Regions from separate parts of the Mus musculus genome. Here region 2 is linked to region 1. Evidence: chromatin contacts called from public Hi-C data. All regions are on one chromosome and are shown on one strand. The core of a region is the stretch at or near the end of the contact, and the rest is flanking DNA. Distances in the headings are between cores, read along the strand shown. Region 1 has its middle 17 kb from the start of Gm40746. Region 2 has its middle 80 kb from the start of Gm34044.

Evidence for each region. Hi-C and Micro-C count contacts between places; a contact is called where the count stands out from the background.
Region 2: a Hi-C map of bone marrow-derived macrophages shows a contact between it and region 1, with 10 read pairs. The contact joins two enhancer-like sites. A contact is called at or near these places in 13 of 39 promoter capture datasets (the 3T3-L1 cell line, 3T3-L1-derived adipocytes, the C10 cell line and 9 more), 1 of 15 datasets of contacts at CTCF or cohesin (the NIH/3T3 cell line), 2 of 484 Hi-C or Micro-C datasets (bone marrow-derived macrophages and cumulus cells) and 4 of 115 datasets of contacts at active chromatin or transcription factors (the 230-238 cell line, double positive thymocytes, forebrain and 1 more).

What each region holds. Positions count from the first base shown.
Region 1 is chr10:96,160,334-96,167,016 of GRCm38.p6, forward strand. No RefSeq gene overlaps it. Among named protein-coding and RNA genes, the nearest start is that of Gm40746, 17 kb to the right of the region's middle. Within about 2 kb of position 3,633, at least 49 of the 459 cell types and tissues checked have an H3K27ac peak or open chromatin away from gene starts, as enhancers often do. A contact at or near this core is called in bone marrow-derived macrophages, where this site is marked.
Region 2 is chr10:97,311,974-97,319,264 of GRCm38.p6, forward strand. No RefSeq gene overlaps it. Among named protein-coding and RNA genes, the nearest start is that of Gm34044, 80 kb to the left of the region's middle. Within about 2 kb of position 1,833, at least 387 of the 459 cell types and tissues checked have an H3K27ac peak or open chromatin away from gene starts, as enhancers often do. A contact at or near this core is called in bone marrow-derived macrophages, where this site is marked.

The sequences.
Region 1 (6,683 bases), core at 2,383-4,882:
TTGTAATTGTGCATTCTGTAAGGCCTTTTCCACCTTTTGTAAGGCCTGGTTAGCAGCTAGAGTAAGAGTCCTAGGGGAGGAGATATGAGGATCTCCTTCTAAAATACTAAACAAAGGCCTTAATTCAGCAGAAGGAATCTTTAAAAAGGGTCTGAGCCAATTAATATCTCCCAACAGCTTTTGAAAATCATTTAAGGTATGGAGGTGATCTCTTCTTATCTCTACCTTTTGGGGCACAATCTTATCTGGGGATACCACAGAGCCCAAGAATTGTCCTGTATCAGAAATTTGGACCTTTTCTGTGGCTATCTGTAAACCCCACTGACTTAAAGTTTTAAGTAGAAAAGGATATGCCTTTTGTAGCATGGTAAGGTCTTTATGGCACAGGAGGATGTCATCCATGTAAAGGAGCAAAATTAAAGAGGGGAACTGTTCCCTCATTGGCAAAAGAGCTTTTTGCACATAAAGCTGGCACATTATAGGACTATTGGACATTCCCTGTGGTAAGATCTTCCATTGATACCTCTTATCAGGTTCAGCAGAATAAGCTCTCTGACCCGTTAACAAGTCAAAAGTCCAATCTCTCTGCTCTGGAGTTAAAGCAGCAGCGTTTGCTCGGGCCTGCGCCTGTGCCGCCTCCTGCCACAGAGCTCGCCATTCCACATATTTGGCCATACTAGGGAGAGCGACTTTTGCAATCATTTGCCAGTCGGCAGGAGTCAGTGCCACGCCAGCGAGCCTGTCTAACTGCGCCAAGGTAAAATTAGCATTGGTTCCGTATTTACGAACCGACTCGGCAATTTCCTTAATCTGTACGTATTCTACCGGAGCGTGGACACGCCCACCCTCGGCTCCTTTAAAGACTGGAAATGCCTGTTCTATTTTCCTTTGTTCCTCTCGGGGAATGAATGAGTCTGCGCACTGCCTTTCTGCGCACTGCCTCTCTGCGCATTGCTGACGCACTACGGGCTGACGCACTACGCAGGGCGGGGACTCCGCATAGGGCGGGAGTGCACCTGGTAGCCGATTGCCCTGAGGCCAATTAGCAAACTGGCCTTCGCCAGCCGCTTTTGGCTTTTTTCTTGAATGACTAGTTAGCACTTTACTTGGCGGCTGGTATCCTTTTCTTTCATAATGAGCCGCTTTTTTCTCCCAGTCTGTTTCTTCAGAGCACAGGCTCCTTCTCCTAGAGACCTCCGCTAATCGATCTTTTTTCTTTTCTTTTTTCTTTTTCTTCCTTCTAATCTCTCCCCAGGTATTCCTACCTGACCTTAACTTTTCCTCGGGTTCAAGACCCTTGGAAAGGCCTGTATACTTACCGTTTCTCCTTGCTCCTACTCTCTCTCCCCGCTTTACTTCTGATAGACTGTCCTGAATTTCCTCTAGAATTTTCAGCCCTATCTTAAGCACTATATAACATGTGAAAAGGAACAAAAGGGCTCCTAACACTAGAAAAAGTTCAAGGCCAAACATACCTGGTAAAGCCATTTCTCACTTCCGTTCCCCAGCTGATGAGTTCTGAATTCGGCAGTTGAATCCTTCTCAACAGTCTGCTTTACGGGAACCTTTATCACCGTCGTTCCCCAGCTGATGAGTTCTGAATTCGGCAGTTGAATCCTTCTCAACAGTCTGTGTTACGGGAACCTTATAACCTTGATTCGCAGTTCTGGTTCTGGAATGAAGTATCCCTCCTGCGCCAGTCCGGAGTTTTTTCTCGTCCCGGGTTTCGGCACCAATTGTTATTCGACGCGTTCTCACGACCGGCCAGGAAGAACACCACAGACCAGAATCTTCTGCGGCAAAGCTTTATTCTTACATCTTCAGGAGCCAGGGTGCAGGAAGCAAGAGAGCAAGAAGCAAGAGAGAGAGAAAAGCAAGCAAGAGAGGAGAGAGAACGAAACCCCGTCCCTCTTAAGGAGCATTCTCCTTCGCCTCGGACGTGTCACTCCTTGATTGGCTGCAGCCCATCGGCCGAGTTGACGTCACGGGGAAGGCAGAGCACAAGTAGTCATAAGATACCCTTGGCACATGCGCAGATTATTTGTTTACCACTTAGAACACAGGATGTCAGCGCCATCTTGCAACGGCGAATGTGGGGGCGGCTCCCAACAATTATTAAAATTCATGAACCAGAGAATTACCGGTGTGTAATATTCACAAATGCAGTGGGTGCTAAGTATCTCTGACATACTCTCTAACGCTTTAAGCATCTTGGGGGAAAATGTTAGAAGTCTGTCAGGAACATATTGGATTTTCCTAAAGCATATGGTGATGAAATAGAATATCATTTTATGAGAAAATGCCGCCACGGTGGCTTCCGGACCCAACATATAATCATTTTATATTTCTCTTTTGCAGCTGTCTTTCTTTTCTCCTGCCCCTCCTCCCTGTTTTATTAGAATGAATTTCTGTTTTGGAAGGAAATTATTGTTTTTGGCCAGTTCTTTGCTTTTAGCCCTTCAATCGGGGCCTTTTGTTTTCTGCAATGAAGTGTTTCTACCAGGTCTCAAGATTGCGGCTGTGTGCTTTGATCACAGTTTTATCGTGACTACACTAAGAGTTTTCTTTTGGCCCTGCATGGTTTATGTGTGGCCATTTCTTCCTGGCTCTGAGGTAGTCACTGTCATCTCAGACCTGGCTAGGTAGCAGAAATGGCAATGGTTATTCTCCAGTTTCCATTGGCAAAAAAAAAAAAAAAATCCATTTTCATTTCAAGAAGATGATAACTAGACAAACAATATATGCTGCTGGGTCCTCTTACCACATTCTCCATTTGGTCCCCCTGAGCTCCTTTTTTAACACTGGCCACATTCCCAGAGCTGGCCGAACCTACATCATCCAGTTGCAGGCTGTTGTGGGCTGGTATCCTCCAGGGATGTCTGGTTGGTAAGCTCAATTTACAAATTCTTGGAACTGTCCTATTCAACTGTTTCCTAAGGCTACTAAGGAGTAACACCCCATTACCCAAGGGCTTTTATTGTCTTCAACTTTTAGAAAAGTCTTATAGGTGTTTCTGGTTGGCTGTAAATTTCAAGTTCTTTGGTATGCTCGCTCAGTGATTAAAACCTGGTGCGCTTGAATAAACTGTTCACTGTTCCTCAACACAGCTCCCCGTTTGTAACATCTGTGACGTGACACACAGTTTCCTCTTCATCCCCTCCCCCCACCCTGTGAAGATGATGAAATTCCCTCCCTAAAGACGCTTTCAATTCCGTTGTTTAAGCTTCATACTAGAAAATGTACTGAGAAAATTATGACTGAAACCAGAACAAAACTTCATGTTTCCCCAGGGTGGTGAAGAGAGTTAGCATGGTCTTGCCTTAATGTAGGGGCTGGAAGTCACAGCCTTTCAGGCAATTAGGAACTAGCCAGAATGATGGTTTACATATAAAGCCCGAAAAATACAGTTGAAAGCATCTATAAACAGAATTTTCATAGTTATTATTATGAGGTCAGGCTCTAGAGGAGACATTTGGAAATAGAAGAACATGTTTGGTCTTCACTTAAATCTATTAAAGATTCTGGGTTCAGATGCTATTAGCTTTTTCCCAATTTTTAAGAGGTTTCTATACAGGACAAACACGTCAAAACCTTCTTCCTCTTATCATAAGGGAAGTGAGCAGAAGCTAAGATGCTTTCCTGGCGTATTCCATAGCGTTTCTCTAAAGCAGCAGTTCTCAACCTGTGGGTCCTGACCCCAACAGGGGCCACAACGCAGATATACTGCATAGCTATCAGGTATTTATATTACAATTCATAACAGTAGCTATGAAAAAGTAGTATGGCTGCTGGTCACCACAACATGAGCACTGTATTAGAGGGTCACAGAATTAGGAAGGTTGAGAACCACTGGCCTAAAAAAGTGTTTCTGTCAAGGAGCAAATTCCAAATGGGTCATCATAGCCAGTGGTATCTTGATAGTATGGTGATGTACTGGCTAGTTTTGTGTCAACTTGACACAGCTGGAGTTACCACAGAGAAAGGAGCTTCAGTTGAGGAAATGCCTCCATGAGATCCAACTGTAAGGCATTTTCTCAATTAGTGATCAAGGGGAAAAGGCCCCTTGTGGGTGGGACCATCTCTGGGCTGGTAGTCTTGGTTCGATAAGAGAGCAGGCTGAGCAAGCCAGGGGAAGCAAGCCAATAAGGAACATCCCTCCATGGCTTCTGCATCAGCTCCTGCTTGCTGACCTGCTTGAGTTCCAGTCCTGACTTCCTTTGGTGATGAACAGCAGCATGGAAGTGTAAGCTGAATAAACCCTTCCCTCCCCAACTTGCTTCTTGGTCATGATGTTTGTGCAGGAATAGAACCCCTGACTAAGACAGGTGACAAGGAGGGAAAATTGCCTTAGAAATATATACAAGAAATAAGATGATATCACCCAAGGCTGTGACAATGACCTTGGCACCCTCTCTTCCCCAGTTTTCTCATTCCTTTTCTTTCTCAGTGTCTATGATTATTTTTATATTCAATTTGTTTTCCATAATAATGATAAATATCACTATATCTTTTACTTTGTAGTTTCTCTATCTGGAAACACTGAATCTCTGTAAAAATGTTTAGATTAACACATACATGTCATTGAAATATCTATTGTGCAATATAGTGGGTACTAAAACTATCTTATTGTGAAGCATAACAGTACAAACTTATAATCCCAGCTCTCGGGAGGCAGAGATGAGAGCAGCATGAGTTGGACCCCCCCCCCCCAGACTACATAGTGATATTCTATGGCAAAAGAATATGTTTTCATCAATACAGTTAGGCAGGTAAAGTCCACCAGAGTTTACTTTGTCTTCTTGTATATTCTTTGTTTCCTAGTTATTGTTAGGAAACCAAAGTGTACCCCCCACCCCTGTGAAATTACACAGTATAACAGATCTGGTGTAAAAGAGGCTTATTGGAGGAGGGGAGAGGAGTGAGGACCTGGGAGAGAGGAGACAGTGGACATGTAGACAGACAGACAGAAGCGGAGCAGAGTCATGAGGAGAAAGAAGTAGGGGAGGAGGGAGGGGAAGAGGGAGGGAGGAAGGGAGAGAGGGAGGGGGAGAGAGCCCATGCTGAGATGGCAGGTGGGTCCTATTATCCTCTGCCTGCCCACAGCTGGCACAGCTGGCAGAGGTGGTGGGTCATGACGAAAGCAGCTGCTAGGTCGCTAACAGTTATACTATGCTTAACAACCCTCATTTCTTTGGTAGAGCTGGGTTCTCTCTCTGGAATTTCCTTTTTCTTAATTCTCACTTACTGGAACTTTTCTTATTGGTTAGAGCCCAACTCAAAAGTAAGTTCTTCTAACTAAGCCATCTTTCAACAATCTTCCGATTCATGAAAAAGCGCTATTTATGAAACTTTTAAAGAAAATTGACATCCAAAGTTCACACCTCTACCCCACCCCAGCCTTAGGGGCTCTAGGACTGGGAGGGTAGGGTTAAAGGTGAGGCTCTCCCATCACTGGGTCCACACTGATGCTTTCTGTGTGTAGCTGCCTATCACTTTTAAAAGGCATATTTTGTGTAAGAGAATAAGGAACTTGGACCTTTTTATTTTGCCATGCTGGGCCAGCTAGGTAGTGGGAGCTTGACTGACCTTTAGCCTTTTCCAGTGGCCGCCTTTTGGTTATCACATAGAAGGGTGTGAATTAGGTTATTTTCTCTTCTGGACACAAAACAAGAAAGAAAAAAAGATAAATAGATAGGTGATAGATAGATAGATAGATAGATAGATAGATAGATAGGATATCAACACAGGTTTTTTTCTTTTTCTTTTCTTCAGGAAGTCTTATTATTTCTTTCCCCATAAGGTCAGTCACTTGGTAGGTTTTTTTTTTTCTACCTTTAAAAATGAATGCAGCCGGGCAGTGGTGGCACACGCCTTTAATCCCAGCACTTAGGGAGGCAGAGACAGGCGGATTTCTGAGTTCAAGGCCAGCCTGGTCTAGAAAGTGAGTTCCAGGACAGCCAGGGCTACACAGAGAAACCCTGTCTTGAAGAAAAACCACACACACACACACACACACACACACACACACACACACACACACAAAGAATGCAAACAATCGAGGACAAATTATTACAACTTAGAGGAGTAAATAGATCCTTAATTTCAAAATGCCTCTCTATGGCTAGCAACCGAAATTACTTTTCAAGTGGCTAAAATCCATCTTTGATATTTGTTTTTTACTTCACCCTTCCCCCACCCCTCTGTATTTTGTGAATGCTCAGGAAGGAGTAAATCAGGTTTAGGGGACCCAAAGTGATTCCCCCGATTTACAGAGTTGGTCATATAATTCTGGGTTTGGAGGAGTGGGTCCAGAGAAGAACACACAGCCTTTCTTCTGGCTTTTTATGGCATTGCATTCTATAGTGGCTCATGAGGTTGCTAGAATATCTTAGAAATACCTCACACCTGGAATGAAATATTGATTCCTCAGCAGGCCCATTTCTCTCCTTTTGACTCAGACTTCCTCTTGCTTCCACAGAAGTGAAGAGAGAAAAAATGAACCATTAGAAAGGACTACTGTGACAATGAAGACAAGTGAGGACTGTCACTCAGGACATCTTGGGGCTGGAGAGATGGCTCGGTGATCGACAACACCTGCTGTCCTTCCAGAGGACCGGGGTTTGATTCCCAGCACCCTCATGGAGATTTATCTGCTACTCCAGTTCCGGGGCATCCCATACCCC
Region 2 (7,291 bases), core at 583-3,082, 1.1 Mb after region 1:
TGAGCAAGTAAGGAACTCAGCCAATGCATGGAATAAGGCAGTATACATACGGTGGCCCAACACTCTTCCACTGACACCACCTCATGCTATTTCTATTAAGTCTCTTGGGCTCTCTACGACAATTATACCTACTGGCTAAATGATCAGTTTCTCTAGCTGCTGTTAGGCCAACATGATTGAGCAAACTTCATAAAACTCATGACAGTCCTTAAGGGAATAGACCTTGTTTTTGGAGCTGTCGAATGCTGAATACGTGCAGGCAGGCATACACACAGTCTTCTGGGAATGTAGCTGTTTGGAAATATAGTTAATCAGTAGGTTTTATTCTTTGCCTTTTAGTTCCTTATATGCTGTGTACAACGCATTATAATTGAGTGTCATAGAAAAAGAAAGGCACAGGACGCTTCCAGTTTTGTATGTTTGCTAGATGAATATGAACAGGGGAAAAAAGTCCATTACTGGCTCCAATATGTACTTTGGAACAATACTTCACAAATAAATATGTTATGCTTTTTCTCAAACAGAAAATGTTTGGGCATTGTTAGTTTATCATGCCCAATTAGACTATAAACGTTTGTTCCTCTTTTACTCAGAAGCGGGGTTATTTTAGATGCCACACCCACACCAGGAGTAAAGGTTTCTTAAGTTTTGCTTATGTGTCCTGTACCGTGAAATCTACGCTCAAGAGGAAAACAGTGTGTTGAACTGACACTTTCCTCTGTGGTTAATATGTAAGCCACGTATTATCTGAATTGTTTTGCCAAAACACGTCTGGCTGGGTACATTACACAGGTCACTCGCATATACATATTGGAGACAATAAGGTATCCGTAACAGCGTTGTGTGCTCACTCTTTTCATCTAATTTAAAATCGCGACGTGGTTTAGGAAAAGCTCTCTTAAGTCACAATACCAAGTTATTGCAGCAACATTTGTCCTCCGTGGCACTAAATTCCCTGTATAGTAAATTGTGTTTTCGGTTGCTTTGTCCCATAGTGTTGATCATAAGCCGTACTTAAGGATTTCAAACGGCGACAGCGCCCCCTCACCCCCCCCCCCCAAACCCCTTTTTAGTCCTAAGCTAGAAGTACCTATCAAATCCTATTTCTTTCCTTAAAGACACACAGGAAAGCGCCGCGGAAGAGATTCGTCGACTGTGCAACAGCGACCCCTGGCGGCCCGATGCTCGCAAGGCCTTGAGCACCCAGAGCTGTCTCTAATCAAGTCCCTCTTTGTTTTCCATATCTGGAGAGCGACCCGGAACTGTCTTTGAGAGTGTGGGCTGTGTTTGATACCCACAATCTAAAGCTCAAAGTTTCAGGATCTTCACTACTCACGGCGTACAACTCATGGGTCTTTGTTTTCTTTTTGTGACATTTAATGAAATGAGTTTTGTAGTTGGGTTTTGTCCCTTTCTCCTTGCCAGCGAATCACAACAACAAACTTGCACATTAGTAAAAAGCCTTTGATGGCTTTTGTCTGTTTGGGAGGAGAAAATGCCTGAAAAGTAAGTAAAGGTCTCAGGGAGGTGGGGGGAAGGAAAACGAGTATTGCTTGTAGCACGAACACCCATATGATTCATCGGTAGAAGCTGAGCTCTGGCTCCATTTCTTTTGTAGATTTCCCGGCTCCCCTCACCCCACCCCCCGCTTTGTTCCGCTTCAAACCTTTCAGAGGGCTGAAATGCATTATTACCTTGTTAAATCTCTACCCAAATCATTTCTACAGCCCGAAGCTGTTTTGACGTGGGTTGAGCATCTCTCTCTCACACACATACACACAAAAGAATTGCTTTTGTTCCCAGACGCTCTCATTGGCTGAACGGCCTCCCTTTCGGGCCAATCAGAATCTAGTTGTCAGGCTTGGCAGGCTATTTTTAACCCAACACACAAAACCACTGGGTCTTGGAGGCAGTCCGCGGCAGAATGAAAGTCCCCATAGTAAAAGGCAGCAGCTGAATGTATTTTGGATGTCACGGCGTGTTTGACATTTTCTCTTTAATTCCATATACACTGTTACATTAGCATGTGCTTTTTCGTAAACAACTAACTCAGAAATGGACCTGCGTTTTCACAAGCTCTGTATTACCCTTTTAGGAAGAGAAAGCCTAAAATATATTGTATTCAGACTTGATCCAAAAACATTTCATAGTGTGTGGACGTATTAAACACACACACACACACACACACACACACACACACACACACACAGTTTCAATACGAGTGTGAAGGTGCTTTTAACAAGGGATTTTTGTAGATTTTCATTTTGGGTTGACAAAATTTTCATCAGTGACTGAATGAGAGTTACAATAATATCCATCTTTCTCCCTTACCGCATTCAATATGTATATAATTACTGCAACATGTATACACTTTATGTGTGGCATCTAAAATTATAAATACTCAGTGTGGGGTATTTTTGTGGGGGTATTTAGATAAAGCATGGTTTGCAGCATATTCAACCGATTGTTCAGTGGGGGACTTTTTTTTTTTAACCTCCCTAAATACACTTTAAGTGACAAGGCATCAAAACACATAGTTTGTAAATTATCTAACATATCCAGGAAACGAAAAGTTGCCAGATGTGAAAATACCAGGTTGTAAAGTTTGATTCACCCCCCAACCCCCGAGCCTTCCGTTTAATAGGCCAAAAAGCAGAAAAAGCTAAGTTGATCTCAAAATATATATCACAAAGCAATTTATTGGCAGAAAAATGAAACTATTTCCTGCAAAGGAAAGGGGGGGTTGTGGAGGCCTAAATAAGAAAGATGTTAAGAATCTCCCCTGGTTCTTACAAGAGATTTTTAAATTGTAGATTTGCCTAGTATTTATTTATCCAAGCTTGGCGATATGACTTTATTTGTTGTTCTTTGTTCATCTCCTGAAAAAGGCCTGTTATTTTTTGTTGCAAACCACGAAAGTGTCATTTAAACATGGTGTCAGGCAAGTGCAGAAATCCCGCAAAGGCTCCTGGGAGACATGGCTAGGATCCTATTCAAAGATGCAGGCGTTCTTCAGGAGAGAGGCTTCCATAACAAAAGTAGCCAAGGATAAGGAAAAGTTTACACAAAAGTTCTAGCAGAACTGTGGAGAACAGTCAAGATGTAGGGAAGGTGTGTACCTTGCCTTAGCAGATTTCACTGTTGGGGAGAAATGTCCCCTGCTTTTCTGATGGTGAATTTGAACGACTGTAACAATGCACCTGGAAAAGAGGCCACTCTTTCCAACAACTGTGTGAGGCACACTAGGTCAGCTTTCTAAAACCTCTATAATAGCTCCCAGGAACTTTGCTAGGTTTAGATAGGCAACCAGCTGCTAACAATTTAGTTTAATATTCATTCTTATTAGAGTCAAAGAATCTGAAAAAAACTGAGACCAGGCAAGATTCTTTTCTCTTGGCAGTGGCATATAGCACATTGAACTCCAGTAAAAATTAATCCATGACACTTTTTTGATGCTAGGCCCTCATTCTTTGGGCCGGGTCATTTTGCTCTTGACTTAATCATCTGGGAAGTGCCTTGATTTGGGTTGTTTGTTTGTTTGTTTGTGGTTTGGTTTGATTATATGCTTGTCTGGTTTAAAAGTAAATATACAACGATCATATCAATTTTTTTAAATGTGTCTTCACCTCGCAGTCTCTGGGTTTATATATAAACTCCCTAAAGGCAAAAACTATTAGAATAAAATAGGTATATTATTATTTTTTAAAGAAAATAACATTTAACCCCTCCACCCAGCATTTGTTAAGTTTTATCCAACCCTGGTGTACATTTTCTTGTCCATGGAAGTTCTCCTGGGAGAAGAAACATATGCAGGTCCCTTGCCTGAGCCTCTATGAGAATGGTAAGCAGAAAAGGACTGGATGCTGCCAGGTTCCAAACTAACCAGGTAAGAAATGGAGTTATTGTTGTCTGCAAAATGTAGATCCCTAGGCCTCCAAGATATCTTGTGATCACCTGCTGACTAAACTGTGATCATGTTAACCGAGAGATGGGTGCAGTCCCTGAACTGAAGCCCTCATGCCAATGTGTTTGTAGAACCGATAGAGTAGACCAAACCCTAGTTCTATCATGACAAAATGGGTTCTTGCTGAGGAGTGACAGTTTTCTGTGTGTTGGGTAAAATGGTGGAGAAGGATGTCTGTCAATGACAGCTGGTGTCTTCAGCTTGCTTCTCACTTCCCAGGAGTCTTGCTTCAAGCTCCCCACCTCGCCCCACCCCACCCCCGTCCATGTTCCCTTCTGGGAATGTTTCTCAGGTTCCTCCTGAGCTGCATCCCCTTTGTCACTCCTCACCCATCTCCCCAACTTGCAGTTAAGAGTAAATCCATGGGATCCTTCTCTTTCTCTTTTTATTTATTTATTTTTTTAAATTTATTTATTATATGTAAGTACATTGTAGCTGTCTTCAGACACTCCAGAAGAGGGAGTCAGATCTCATTATGGATGGTTGTGAGCCACCATGTGGTTGCTGGGATTTGAACTCTGAACCTTGGGAAGAGCAGTCGGGCGCTTGTCGCGCCCGCTCTCGACCAGCAAGAACGACGCGACCACCAGTCCTTCTAACAGCAGTTTATTCAGTCCTGATTCTTACCCGAACCCTGGGCCTCTCACTCCTTTTATACTTTCTCTCATCCACGCACCGCAGGCCACGCCCCCTCGCCAGTCACGAGGCTTCAGCTAATCAGGGCAGCAGGGGCAAATCTCCACCAAATTGGATTTACCTGTATCCTGGTACACCTGCGCAGCACTCAAGATGTTTGTGTCTTATATGAGGAAGTTAGGTGCAAGTCATATGACTTAGCTGCAGTCCCTGGCACCTTTGGGACTGCCGCCACACCCGCTCCCCACAGGTGCTCTTACCCACTGAGCCATCTCACTGACAGCAGTTTTTCTAAACAGTGTGTGTGTGTGTGTGTGTGTGTGTGTACGCAAGATCACTTCTGAACATTCCATACAACACATTCACTATTTCCTTGACTGTCATTTCTTCAATTTGATTAATTCAATGCCCTCCAGAAGGATTCTCTGTGTGAATTATGTTGGCTTTGTTGAGCCCAGTGTGCAGAGAAACAATCTGTGTCAATAGTGCTTTCGGCTGAACAGTGTCTGACTGTATAACTGCCCATCACTTGTTCTTTGAACTGTTTATATCCTGTGAATAGTTCACAAGTTGGACAGGTCGTTTTTCTTAGGTAAATTTGAAAACATATGAAGAATTTGAACCAATCCAATGTTAGCAATGGGCAAAGGAAAGTACCTTTACAAAAACAAGGACCTCATAGGATATCAGAGTCTTGAATGGGATAAGAACATTAGACATTAAATTACAGAAAGTTTAATAGAAAATTTTAGTGTGGGGGTAATTAATTATGCAAAGATGATTGACATTCTAAACTTCAGTGTGTAGGCTGTAATGAAACCTGGAAACAACAAGAATTTCAAAACAAACTAAATGGAATTTTCATCCAGAGGGAGGTAAGCAATCTGGAGAAATGCACTTTTTATTGTGACCCACCATTCAATGTGGCCATTCAATGTGAGGTAGAAGCCATTACAATATTTACAATTAAGAAATAAAGATAAACAGAGAACATGGCTGATTTGGAAACAAGGGAAATATGGTAAATTAAAAGTAAAAATAGAGAATATAGCTGACATTTATGCTGCCTTGATCTTTATTTCTGATTTTTATAAATAGGTCCAACAATATTGTGTATTGCATAGAAACTCTAAAATACATTTCTTAAATAGGAAAATAATTTCGTTTACATTGTATTGTCAGGATAACGTTCAGTCATAATGGCCTCATAATAAAAGGAAAAACATTTTTAAATTAAAAAAAAAATGGCCGGGCATGGTGGCACACATCTTTAATCCCAGCACTCGGGAGGCAGATGCAGGTGGATTTCTGAGTTCGAGGCCAGCCTGGTCTACAAAGTGAGTTCCAGGACAGCCAGGACTATACAGAGAAACCCTGTCTCAAAAAAAAAAGGAAAAAATTCATTATATGTCTTGATGTATATGTATGTATGTATGTATATATGTGTGTGTGTGTGTATGTGTGTGTGTGTGTGTGTGTGTGTGTGTGTGTGTGTATGTGTGTATGTGTTCGTGGGAAGGTCAGAGGACTACTTGTGGAGTCAGTTTTCTCTCACTACCATGCTGGATCAAACTCAGGTCATCAGGTTTGGCAGCAAGGGCCTTTACCACTGAGTTGTCTTATTGGCTCCTAAAAGAATAAAATGATTCTTTTGGTTTTGATAAAACACCATAAGTTATAATTTTCACTTTTACACCAAGGGACAACATTCGATGAATATGAATTCATTGCATCGGTAAGAAAACTAAGGAATAACAGTTGGGAAAAATAACATGTTTGATAGGCATGTGATTTTAGTAAGTTGTTCAAATTTGTGAAAACTTGAAAAGCATCCTTTTCCACTAACATCTCAAAACATTAATCATGTCCTAATTATTACAGAGTTAGGTGTGTAATAATTCAAAATTAGGAGGGGATGGATATCAGTTATACAATCATGAGTTTTTCATGCACAAAAAAATAGAGAACCCTTAATTAACAGGTCCAAATAAGTGATCAGAAACCAACATCATAAAGTCATCTTGCTACTAGATCATAACCTAGGGAATGCCCAAGGGCTCTTCGTGATAGCTGACCCTTCCATATCAACTTTCTTCTTTCATGCATTTTGAAAACCTCTGTCATTTCTAAGTGATGGGTGATTTATTGGTTGCTACTGACAGAACTACCTAAAAATGCTTGGAAGCCCCCATGTTAAACAAAAAAAATATGAAAAGAAGGCTATGAAAACTCTCTTAGCATGTTTTTGTGGTGATGGAGTAGTCTTCCTGTGGGGTCCTTAAAAGTACAACTATAGTGTGCCTTCCTATGACTCAGGTTTGGTTGAAAGGGCTTTGTAAACTAGTGTGTGTTCTACTCAGATATGGGTACTGAAAGCCATCAAAAACTCAAGCTTCCCTCCTTCTTGACTTACTTAATGTCAATCCTATTCTTTACTTGATTACAATCACAAATATGTATTGATCATTTGACAGGGCTCATTAGACTGTGGCCACAGCTTGCATAACTACTAAGTAAGTATTGGTTCTTCTGCAGTAACACTTAAAAAAAAAAGACATCTGTACATATGTGTCTAAAATCTCACAGCTGTGAAACCTGAGAATTGATGAACATGAGAAGTGAGGCCAATGCGGGTAAAGAAATTTTGATGCTTGGTGGAATACTCCATACTCAGCATACCTAAGTAGTGAA